Linked DNA regions of Sus scrofa: regions 1 and 2 are each linked to region 3. A link is a contact called in public Hi-C and HiChIP or PLAC-seq data. All regions are on one chromosome and are shown on one strand. Each heading gives the region's core, a stretch centred on a gene start, on an enhancer-like site or on the middle of the called end of the contact. The rest is flanking DNA. Distances are from core to core; before and after follow the strand shown. Region 1 holds the start of OSBPL8 (oxysterol-binding protein-related protein 8). Region 2 holds the start of KRR1 (KRR1 small subunit processome component homolog). Region 3 holds the start of PHLDA1 (pleckstrin homology-like domain family A member 1).

Region 1 (3,692 bases), core at 598-3,097, 430 kb before region 3:
GACTCCAGTACAGTGTTTTCCGTTTCAATAAATTACCATTTATTTTCAACAGCCAGTATAAGAAAGTGTGGTTGAGGCAAGAGAGGATTAGACAAGGCGATTCATTTCCTTCTGATCTTTATTTAGTCTCAGTTCCCAAAGTAAAGGAAAAGCACCAGAGAAAAACAGCCCAGATGGTATATTTTGCATGTTAGCTATACTGTAAGAACATTCTTTTTGAAATGTATGTGATTTCAACTCACAATAAAAACACACATAAGACATAAACACTCTCCTCCATAATTGAACCAAAAGTTTCACGAAGAATTCTTGCCTTTATTATATGTGCCCTCTGATCTTTTCTATTTTATTCCATTCTAGCTATTAAATAAAATTGACTTTTTTTGAAAAGTTTGAAAAATCTTGCTCAAGGAACTAGGAGGCAGGTTTCAATCTATCAAGCTCCAAAATTACCAGCTTTGCTGAAACTGTGTCAATCACAGAATAATAAACTTCCCTCATATTTATTTGAACTACAAGTACTATCTCCCAGACTTCAGAACAGAACCTATAGAATCTTCCTCATTGGAACACCAATTCATTACAATCTCATAGATTCTAAGACTCATTGTTTTTCACATTTTAACATCTCTGGGTTCAAGATATGTCTTTAAAAAATCAGTAGCAAGGCATAGTTTAATTGGCAGTATTTCTTTTCCTTTCTTGGGTAATATGAAATAATGGTGAGTCTTAAAGTCCATGATTGTTTAGAGTTTCTACGAAATACCTTTGTAAAGAGATTACATAAGCCAAACGCTATTGCTTATTCATTTCAAACTATCCAGCTGATCAAAATGCTTTTCGAGGTCTTAAGAAAATGAAATAAGAATCGCTTAAGAGAGAAAACTTAGATAAAAGGAAAAATGAGTTACAAACTGTTTGGATATTACAGAAAGCTTTCTCATGTGCCTTCATTGTTAGTAGAGTTTATGATCTTTCTGCTTTTGCACTTCCCTTATTTTTGTATTGTCATTGTCCTTCTTTTGGTGTCCAGCCTTTTGCTCTTTTCCTCTTATTAACAGGTTGGGGGGAAAGTTCCTTCAACCACAGTTAAAACGGAAGGCAAAAGGTATGTCCAAAAGTTAAAGTACCTGAAAAAAATCAAGAAGTAGGCTTCACTTTAAAAATAGAATAAACTGTCAAATTCCTGTGTATCTGTGTAAACCGCCATCAACCTATCACACTGTAAAGCTGGCATGAAGGATCTTGAACAGGACTAGGAACAAAAATAAGTTTGCTAGGTTATTTTCATCCTAGCGTGAAGGAAATGCACCAACCTTTCCTCAAAAATAAAAACCTCTACTGAAGAAAACAGTACACTAAATGCCACAATTAACGTGCTACCGGAAACGGGAACAAGTAGTTATGGCTTTCCAAGCCAGACACCAAGATGCCTTCTGTGTTCCTTTGTTTGGCTGAAAGTTTAGCCAAACCCAAACTGGGGAGGCGGGCCTCACGCTGGGGCCTCAGGATGGGCGTGGGGCCCAGGGCCCTACCCCGAGCTCTGTTCTGCAGTCTCCTCAGAATGGGTAGTGCCCTGCACAACCGGTCCCGAAGGCCTCGCCCCTGTAAGCTCCGGGAGGGCGGCGGTGGATTCGCCTCCCTAGACCGCCCTCGAGTGTGCGGAAGCGGTTCAGCGGCGACAAGACTCCACCAGGGTGGAGTGTTGACAGTTGCGCCCGCGCGGCTGACGCCCGCCCGGTAGGGGAGGGGTCTTCGCCTCTTTCTCCCCGCGTCGTCACATGACGGAAAAGGGGTGTGGTCCGAGCCCTGTAGCCGAGGTCGGGGGGCGGAGCCGGGGGGCGGGGTCGGGAGGGGAGGGCGCTCGAAATCGAAGGACCTTGGCCGCTCTAGGTGCCCAGAGAGGCGGCGACTCGGCCGATGATGACAGCATTAGGCCGCGACGCTTTCCTGGCCAGGCGCGGGTGATAGCGGCAGCCGCATCGGCGGCAGTGTTAGATTTCGCCGCGGCCGCAGCCGCCGTCAATAGCCGGCAGGCGGAGGGAAGGTGAGGGCCCGCCTGGGCGAGTAGACCGCGGGGCCGGAGTTCCCTCCCCCTTCGAGGGCGAAGCAGGCAGTGCCTCAGTGGCGGCGAGACAGCGCCCTTGCTGTGGGCTCGCGTCTCAGCTGCCGCCGGCGACAGCGGCTGAGAGAAGTTGGGGTCCGATTGGACGCGTGCAGGGCCCTAGAGGAACCGGCCACCTGCGCCCCGCCTCTCCGAGGACTCCGCATCGGTGAGTGTCGCGCGGGTCGGTGAATTGGGATGTGACAGGTTCGCTCCCCTACGGGCGACTTGCACCCCCTGCCCTCCCACGTTCTGAGCTCGGCCTGGCGGCGACTCCAGGCACCCTGCGCCGGGGAGTTTTTCTTTGGCTCCTTTGTCCGCTTTTGGAGTGGGGAATTCCAGAGGCTGGCGGGGATGTAGTGTTTTGGGGCCCGCGGTAGGTGCGTCTGCAACCTTACAAAGCCGTGGCAGGGGCTGGGGGCTGGTAGGAGCTTTTTGACTGTCTGCTTCCTCCCGAAGTTTGACTGGGCGGACCGCGGGGTCTTGCCGGAAGCCCCAGCGCCGGGGAGAGCTGGCGCTTTGTCACTTGGTGCAGTTAAGGCGAGGCTCCCGTTTTCCTGTGACAGCCCCAGAGGAGGCTGTGCCGCGCACCGCAGACCGCACCCGGCCTTGCAGAGCCGAGTGACACGGTGATGTTCCTCTAAACCTCAGTTCCTGTGGCCTTATGTAGCGTAGGAGGAAGGCGAAGCCTTTGCTGGACTTTTATATTTAATGATTGCTTTTGAGCCGTTCCTTAAGATTCCAAGGAGCTTCACAAAGAGCATGTTTTTGGTTCATGGAGCCACCGACTCAAGACTGGCCGAGGCGCAGCAGCAGTATATGCAGATTTTCCATTTACAAAAGTCATTTAACATTCTTCTTTATGAGAAACGTCTGCGGTTGGGGACCATTCCTAATTTCATTTTGTCAAAATGCTGCTTGAGATAATGGGTATCTTAGGCTCCTACTTAGATGGGAAAACTTAGCCAACTAATGATATAAGCATATTTAAGTAATTTAATGAGATTTTTTTCCTTTCTGATGCTGGAAGACTTAAATGACTTCTAAATGATAATCGAATGCACCGTGTATGGTAGGTTTATTAGTTTTTATTAACTTCCCCTAAAACTTAGCTTCAAATTAGTGCCATTTTAGTGCGGTTTTTTGTTTGTTTGTTTGTTTGCCTCATTTAGGACTCCAAGGAGCGCAGACAGGGACTGGTGGAGAAACATGGGTGAACTGCTTGTTAGGTTTCCTCCCTCCATCCCATCAGGTGTCACTTGAACTTGACCATGCTGAGGGACCATGGTTAATTTCTGTGCTTCCTAATTTTTGTAGTGAAATTATTAAGATAATGCTAGCTTTATGAAACAGGTTGGGAAAGGGAAGTAAGGCATGCAATTTGTGCTCTATTAAAAGTACAACTAATTTCAAATTTTTGTTAACCGTTTTTTTGATAGCAGCTGTGTTTGGAATGACTACAGTGTGCCTGTTCAGAGTAATGGGAAAAGGACAAGATGAAACATAAGAACTACCTTTTAGGTCTTTAATTATGGAACTTAAGTTGTTGCGGTCAAATTCTGTGTGAACCATTTAAGCTTCAGTACAT
Region 2 (3,704 bases), core at 907-3,406, 500 kb after region 3:
CATTTGAAATGTCTCTACATAGTGAACATTTTGGTGACCATTTTTTCATAGACTTCCTTATCCATGCATGTGTGCACACACACATACAGACAGTTTTACATAAATAGATTTATATGCCTGTTGTGTTATTACGGACATCTTTTTTTTTTTTTTTTTTTACCTACTTCCTTCTTTTATTCTTATTCTTTTTTTTTTTTTTTTAGTCTTTTTAAGGCTGTATCCATGGCATATGGAAATTCCCAGGTGAGGGGTTGAATTAGAGCTACAGCTGCTAGCCTACGCCACAGCCACAGCAACACCAGATCTGAACTGCATCTGCAACCCACACCACAGCTCATGGCAACGCCAGATCCTTAACCCACTGAGCAAGGCCAGGTATCGAATCTGAATCCTCATGGCTACTAGTCAGATTCATTACCACTGAGCCACACAGGAATTTCCCTTATTCTTTTCTAATTGCCTTCATTCCTAAGGTAGTCAGCCTTGAAAACTTAATGTGTACCAATCCAAATCTTTGTTCATTGTACAATCACATACACACAAACACATTATTATGTCCAGAACATAGAACAGAACCAAGTATTTTTAAAAGTGCCTGAAACATTATAGATGCTCTATGAAAATTTGTTGAATGATTTGCTTCATAAAAATGGGATGTTATCTATACATACATGTAATTATTATAAAGGTCTAATAATTACATATATATAATTAACCTATCTTTCTGTATCTGGCTTTTTATTACTCAATGCCTCTAGGTAATATTCCCATATAGATTTAATTAATTCTTATTAATGCTTGTATAATATCTCACAGTTATGAAGCCAAAACCAATTTATTTAACTATATCCTTAATTGAAAGTTAAGATGATTTTACTTTTTCGCCATTATAGAGAAATAATACCTAACAACTTTTGAATGTGTACCACATACAAAATATTTTTTGGTAAGCTTTTCATATGTGTAAAGTCACTGAATTCCTCTTATTCTCTCTATTGCAGGAACTCTTCTTTGCAGAGTAAGTAAGAAATTTGCTGAAGGCTGTATAGCCAGTAGTTGGCAAACTAGTCAGTTTGGCTTCACAGTACCTTTCACGGAACTGTTTTATACAAGTACTTCATAAAGGAAAGTCTTTTACAGAAGATATGCGAAGATGAATTTGGGATAAACATTTCCTGTTTCACTAATACAAGGAATTCAACTATCAATTTCCCTATTTGTGTTGCAGAAAATTTTTAAATGGCAATCATCAAAAGAAGTCTTACCTTTAGCTTAAGAATTTTTAGTTTCCTAGAAGTGTAAAAATGTATAGCTCTGGTGAGCCTCGCATCTTTTTTTTTTTTTTTTTCCCCTAGTCTTTTCTAGGGCTGCACCAGGGGCGTATGGAGGTTCCCAGGCTAGGGGTTTAATCAGAGCTGTAGCCACCGGCCTATGCTAGGGCCACAGCAACCGGGATCCGAGCTGTCTACAACCCACACCGCAGCTCACTGCAACCTGGGATCCTCAACGCACTGAGTGAGGCCAGGGTTGGATTCCTTAACCACTGAGCCACGATGGGAACTCCAGCCCCACATCTTGACGCCAGCTATGTGCAATGTTAAAATAGACAGGAGTTAGTCATTTGAGGAAATCTTAGACTAGGTGAAAACTTCAGAAGCATCGCTTAGTTTCCATCCCTGCGGCTTAGAAAGAGAAATAGCACGACCTTAGAAAGTGACCATCAGAAACAGTGACTTGGAAAAACTAATTAAAACAAAAAACAAAAACAAACAAAAAAGCAATCTTAGAGTTTTAACTCTGCTTTTGTTTCAAGGATTAGAAATAATGCAAATAAAGTGCCCAACACAAGGTAGTCTCAAATGGTAACTATTACTGTCATTTCTTAACTTCAAGGACCTTGCATTCTCACGTCTACCACCTCTCCACGCCTAACACATATTTGATGGTCATATAAATAGTTATAGAAGGATGAGTGATATCAATGATATTTAGGTTGCACTCTGCCTAAAGCCTGGAGTCCCGAGTTCCGGGTTACACCCTGAGGCTACGAGAAAACCGTGGATAAAACCCTCTCCGACTCGCCCACACTGTTAAACTACAATTCCCAGCATGCAGTGCACACATGGAGACTGCGCAGATCTCCTCGTTTGCGTTCTGCGGAACTCATTTTGAGTACGGGGGTTTTAGCTGGTAGGACTTAAGAAAGGACTCGCTTCCAGGTATCGCCGGAAGCAGTTTGAAGATGGCGTCCTCCCAGCAGAATGCTCCGGCTGCAGTTCGTCGTCAGAAGCCGAAGCCAGAGAATCGAGGTGAGGTTGTGTGAGGACAAAAGCCCGGGATTTGTGGGTTTTTTGTCTTTCACTGGCTAGAAACGTGTAACTCCGCCTTCAGTCTGTTCTTTGAAGTTGAATACCGGTAATTGCTCCCAGTTGGGATTGTTGGCAGACTTTCTGGAAGACCAGTAAGGTGCCGGCAACGTGTTCCTAACTAATTGCTTTTGCTAGAAGTCTCCAAAGTAGAGATATTGCAGAATGCGGTTTTTTTTTTTTGTAAGAGGGTGTGAAAATAGGAGTATTAAGTACGAAATTGAGGAGGGAGTTTGGACTCTTAACACTCGCAGCGTTGGCTGGAAGTCGTTGACAGAATGAGGGATGGGATGAGGCAGGGGTAGGAGGTCATTTTGTTTTGCTTTGTTTTTATTTTTTTCTTTTTTACTACTGCACGTGCGTCGTATGGCATTCCCCGGCTAGGGGTTGAATCCGAGCTGTAGCTGTCGGCCTACACAGCAGTCTGGGCAACACCTGATTCCTTTACCCACTGAATGGGGCCAGGGATTGAACACGCATCCCCACGGACACTATGTTGGGCTAACCTACTATGTTAGGGTAACCTCCTGAGCCACAAGGGCAACTCTGGGAGATCTTTTTGTAAAGTGAACAAGTGATAGAGTGATAATGAAGGACTGAGACAGACGTAGTGATGGAAGGTAGCTGCCATTGTCCTTAGCACTAGTTTGTCAGCTAGGAAAGACACTTTGGAAAGCTTATCATTATTTTTGTTTGTCAGGTTGCTAAAGCATTTGCCAACACAGCTCCTGACTGCATAATTTTTAAACTTTTCTCTTGCTTTGTAGTTTTGTTTTTCTATTTTCTTCAGTATGAATAGAAGAAATATATCTTCTATTCCTTTCTCTCTATTCCAGAGAAATAGCCTGCTCAACTAGTCTTATTGGTTAAAAACTTTGAACTCTCATTCCTTTGGCATTAAGGAAATACTAAAGGTGTTTTGTTGTTGCTGTCTTAAGTAAGTAAAGTATATAGCAAAGGGGATAGTACGTGTACAGTTTACAGAATAAAACCAACAAGTGAAACAAAACAGACCATAAAGTAAAATAGAGCATTACCTTACCCTCAAAATCCCCTGCTTACAACTCTCAGATATCTCTTTAGGGACCCAAAGTAACCATTGTGAATCATGTCAATTATTCTGTTCCCTTTCTTTATAATCTTCACTACTTATGCACAGGATGTTTTAATTTTGCCTGTTTTTGAATTTTATGTGAATGAAAAGGGAACATAGGTATTCTTTTGTGTTTTCCTTCTTAGGCTTTACTTTGTTTTTATTATTCACTTGAACTTTGAACTGAATATCTTTTATAAAATGGGAATAATACTGATTCATTTCTTAGTTGTCATGAAGGTATA
Region 3 (4,206 bases), core at 1,205-3,704:
TGGAATTACTCAGCCAAAAGAAAGCTAAGAGGTGGAATTTAAGGTGGACTTTGAAAAATGAAAGGTTACAGAGGTCTTGGAAAAGCTAAGACGGCACAAGTAGGTAAGTGATAGAGCTCACTTAGGGTTGAGCAGAAGGAAAGTCTAAATTGTAAAGGCAAGTCGAGCTTTATTATTCTGTGGAGGGTTTTCCATGCCAGATTAAGGAGTTAGAATATGCAGTAGGAGGAGACTGAAATTTTTCTGTCACATTTTAGGAATAGAAGTAGCAAGGCAGTGTGTTGGGTGGTATGGACTCAAGTGGTTGGACTGTTACAAAAGTGTGAATGACAGAAAAGAGAACATAAATTAGGCTATTGGCAGAATAGAAAGGACAGACAGCTGATTGGCAGTGCTTGATCTAGGGTTGTATTAACAGTTTTTTAAACATTTCGATAGAGCACCTAAGACCCTTTACTATTCTGAATTGCTCTAAGCTGTGTTATACAAATTGATCACTAGGAGGCACAGTTGATCAACATAAGGTGAAAAGGAAGGCAGCTAAAAGGACACATGTGAAACCTGGATAGTTCTGTATTCAGTTCAAGAGAGTTAACTTTTTCAACTAGGCATTTTGGAAATAAGCTCTTTAAAAAAGTATTTTTACTAAGTAGTATTTTAGGAAATGAAGAGTTGAATGGTGAAGAACATTGCAGTCTGGATGGACCTTTATGCACTGTTGAGGGTGACCTGACTTGTATTTTCATGGATTATTGGGCTTTTAACTGTTTCTTTTAGATATTTGAACTTTATCCAAATCTTTCAAGATGGTCTTTTTTCATGAGTTCCTACTGTATATTGCAAATTATGATGTTTATAGGTTAAGCAATTTATAATCTTATAATCAAGTCGTAAATGAAAGTGAACACAATAACTTTCTAAATTCTGTTAAATGTCTTTAAGCCAGTGTTGATTAATGGACTTCTAAGCAAATATCTGACTAACTGCCAACTAAGAGAAACTGCTAGCAATTCAGTTCCATGTGTAGTTTCTTATTTTTTAAAAAATTACTCTTACAAGCAAGCAATGGGATGATACTTAAATACCTATTGTATGTTGCTCAGAAAAAGAAAGGTTTATAGCACTTATTTTACATAGCATTTATAAAATATAATAGCGTTTAAAGTTCAGAGAGGTCTAACATATATAGTAGTTAATCCATTTTTTAAAGTATACCAAATATAAATAATAAGACAAGTTTCAGAAGTTTTTTTTTTTATGAAGTCCTGTTATAGTTTGAAAAAAATTTAAAGTAGGATGCATGATGAAAAATCTGTTAAAAGTATTCAAAGACATTTGATTTTTTTTTTTTTAATGACAGATTCAGGCTTTTGAGTCCATTTAAAATTTCTACATATGTTAGGCTCCTACTCTGTGCTAGGAAATTTATTAGGTGTTTGGGATACAACAAAACAGTGATCTTTGCCATCTTAAAAGAGCTTGCATTCTACAAGAGTGGAAACAGAAATATAAGCAAAAGGCATTATAAATTATTCGGTATGTTAGGAGGTAATACATGCTATGGGAAAAGTTAAGGGAAATTGGATGGTTGCAATTTTAGACTGATTAGCAAAGGTCTCATTGAGCAAAGACTTGAAGAAAGTGATTGAGATGACAAAGAGATTGTAATATAGATGGTAAGACAACAAGGATAGAGTCGAGGCAAAGCCCTTGCAGTAATTCAGGGGAGAGATGAGGTGATTTGGATCAGGGCGGTAATGAAGGAAGTTGAGAGAAATGGACAGAATATAGATATAGTTTGAAGACATAACTGATGGGATTTCTTGACTCAACTGGCAAGTGAGTAAAGGATTATTGTAAGGTAGGCGTCCTTCTAAACATTTGTAGTTCTGGGGCAAGAGTACAATGGAGACACCAATGATTAAATATTTTAAAGCCTTGTGAAATGAAAATGCACCCAACACTACTCTCTTGACAAATAAATCTTCATAAGTGCCTGGAACAGGTTTGATTTCAGATCCTTAAAAGTCCTATGCCAGAAACTTCTTGTGAGAAAGCTGATCCTTTGCCCATGTCTCACCTTCCTTCTCTTCCCATCCTTGCCTCTGAATTAAATGGCAAGAGGCCTTCTGCACATTTGTGTGGACATCCTAGCCTATATGTTCAAAATCAGTGGTGATATAACACACTTTGAAATAGCCAAAATTATTTAGGCAGGGTATTTGGAATCCTGAATAACTGAAATGTAGTCTAGAAAGAGTATGAGTTCCAGATAGACACGTAGTATTGGTTCTTCTAAAGCTCGTGGCCTCCACAGGCTTGTTTTTGGTTTTTGGTTTTTAGTTTTGGCTGCACCCATGGTATTTGTAAGTTCCCGAACTAGGGATGCAACTGCACCACTGCAGTGACAATGCTGGGTCCTTAACCAGGAAACCTCTCTCTCTCTCTCTCTCTTTTTTTTTTTTTTTTTTTTTTTTTGCTTTTTAGGGCTGAATCTGCAGCATATGGGAGGTCCCAGGCTAAGGGTTGAATTGGAGCTGCAGCTGCCAGCCTACACCACAGCCACAGCAACATAGGATCAGGAGCTGCATCTGTGACCTACACCACAACTCACAGTAGTGCCTGATCCTTAACCCACTGAACTAGGCCAGGGATGGAACCTGCATCCTCATGGATACCAGTTGGACCCGTAACCCCATCAGCCATAACGGGAACTCCCTTGGCTTGTTTTAAGAGCAGTACCACTCCAAGAATTTTGGTTTTGGCCTGAGCAGCTGTACAGATAAAATTGCTACCAACTGAGAGGCTGCAGGTAGGTAGAACAGGTCAGGGTGAGGAGGTAAATTTGGGAGTGCATATATTTGAGTTCTCTGTCAGATACCCAAATAGTACTGTAGGGAAAGGGTAAAGGAGACAATTCAATTTACAGTAACAAGTGACCTGGAATATATAACAACTGAAGGCTGTTTTTTTTACTGCAGCCGTTCTAACCATGATCTTTGCCTCCAGATCCTTACTGAACCACTTCTATCTAGGAATTTGTTTCAACCAATCTTATATAAGCCTATGGACTCCATCCTATTGGCATGCTTTCTTTAAATTTTTTATTTAAGCAAAAGTTCTATGAACCCTGTTTTCTATGAAAAACCCCTCAGATTTTCTCCTCTAGTGAACTACTCAGCAGTATATGTGCCCTTGCCTGGCATGTTAATATTATTATTTTTTAACTTTGGTGGTCTTTGTTTTATTCTTTGACAACAAGCAGTTGGATAAATTTGGGAGTCTTGGGCATATAGCTGTTATTGAAAAGGATAAGACTGGATGCAATCAAGGATAAGACTGGATGCGATCAACAAAGGAGTGAGTGTAGATAAGAAGAGAACCAAGGACTCAAAGATTAAAAGGTTGAGAAGAGGAGGAACCTGTAGAGGAGAGAGACTGACCAGGAAAGTGGAAGGAAAACTAGGTGATACCTTGAAGTCAGTGAAGAACTGTATCCAAGAGATGATCAGCCATGTCAGATGCTCCCAACAGACATCTTTATCTGGCAGGCCCTACCTAATAGGCTTTCCAGACTTTTTTCCAAAGCAATGATTTGTTAGTGAATTTTCTAAACTTTAGTAATTTTTAAGTGACGTTTGTAGGTTTTCAGTATATACAACTGAAGTTGTGGGGTTTTTTTAGGGAAACAGTTATTTCCTGCAATTTGCTTTCTGTGGATTTATTTGTCTTTAAAAAATGGTAGTGTGGTCATTTTTGTGAGTTGGTGGTGACTGGTGAAATTGAGAACAAAATTGTCATCAATCTACAAGATTCCTGCGCTGAGATCTCTAATAATCAATTCCATTATGGTCTGGGAAGGCAAATTGTACACTGAGCCATTTATAAAGTCACTAAGTCCTGAAATACCCAACTGGATATTCTGAGTTTTAAAGTCTAGTTATAAAAAAATAAGTGCTCTTGAAAATCGTGCTGGTTGTTCAGACAGTGTGAAGTAATTTAGATAGAATGCACTTGTTACATCCTGATAAACTGCAGAAGGTGAGCAAACACCAAACCGTGTGTATCTCTTAAGAAAATGGCTTGGACTTCCAGAATACATCATATTTTTACCCACTCAAGCTTGTATTGTATCATTTTCCCATATGAAATGTTTTTCCAACTACACCTGCCCTGAGAGACTCTGAATTACCCATTTAAAAGAAG

The links. Hi-C and Micro-C count contacts between places; a contact is called where the count stands out from the background. HiChIP or PLAC-seq counts read pairs in DNA pulled down with a chosen protein or histone mark.
Region 1: an H3K27ac HiChIP or PLAC-seq map of alveolar macrophages shows a contact between it and region 3. The contact joins the promoter of OSBPL8 here to the promoter of PHLDA1 in region 3. A contact is called at or near these places in 1 of 5 promoter capture datasets (liver), 1 of 47 Hi-C or Micro-C datasets (retroperitoneal adipose tissue) and 1 of 2 datasets of contacts at active chromatin or transcription factors (alveolar macrophages).
Region 2: a Hi-C map of embryonic fibroblasts shows a contact between it and region 3, with 4 times the contacts expected there. The contact joins the promoter of KRR1 here to the promoter of PHLDA1 in region 3. A contact is called at or near these places in 2 of 5 promoter capture datasets (fetal liver and fetal skeletal muscle), 18 of 47 Hi-C or Micro-C datasets (adipocytes, alveolar macrophages, embryonic fibroblasts and 9 more) and 2 of 2 datasets of contacts at active chromatin or transcription factors (alveolar macrophages and skeletal muscle).

What each region holds. Positions count from the first base shown.
Region 1 is chr5:39,742,803-39,746,494 of Sscrofa11.1, reverse strand. It overlaps OSBPL8 (oxysterol-binding protein-related protein 8), which reads left to right and starts at 1,847. Exons shown (of 23, transcript XM_005655647.3): 1 at 1,847-2,273.
Region 2 is chr5:38,820,234-38,823,937 of Sscrofa11.1, reverse strand. KRR1 (KRR1 small subunit processome component homolog) reads left to right here and starts at 2,156. Exons shown (of 10, transcript XM_003126388.4): 1 at 2,156-2,309. The coding sequence starts at 2,243.
Region 3 is chr5:39,317,561-39,321,766 of Sscrofa11.1, reverse strand. It overlaps PHLDA1 (pleckstrin homology-like domain family A member 1), which reads left to right and starts at 2,454. Exons shown (of 2, transcript XM_021092050.1): 1 at 2,454-4,206.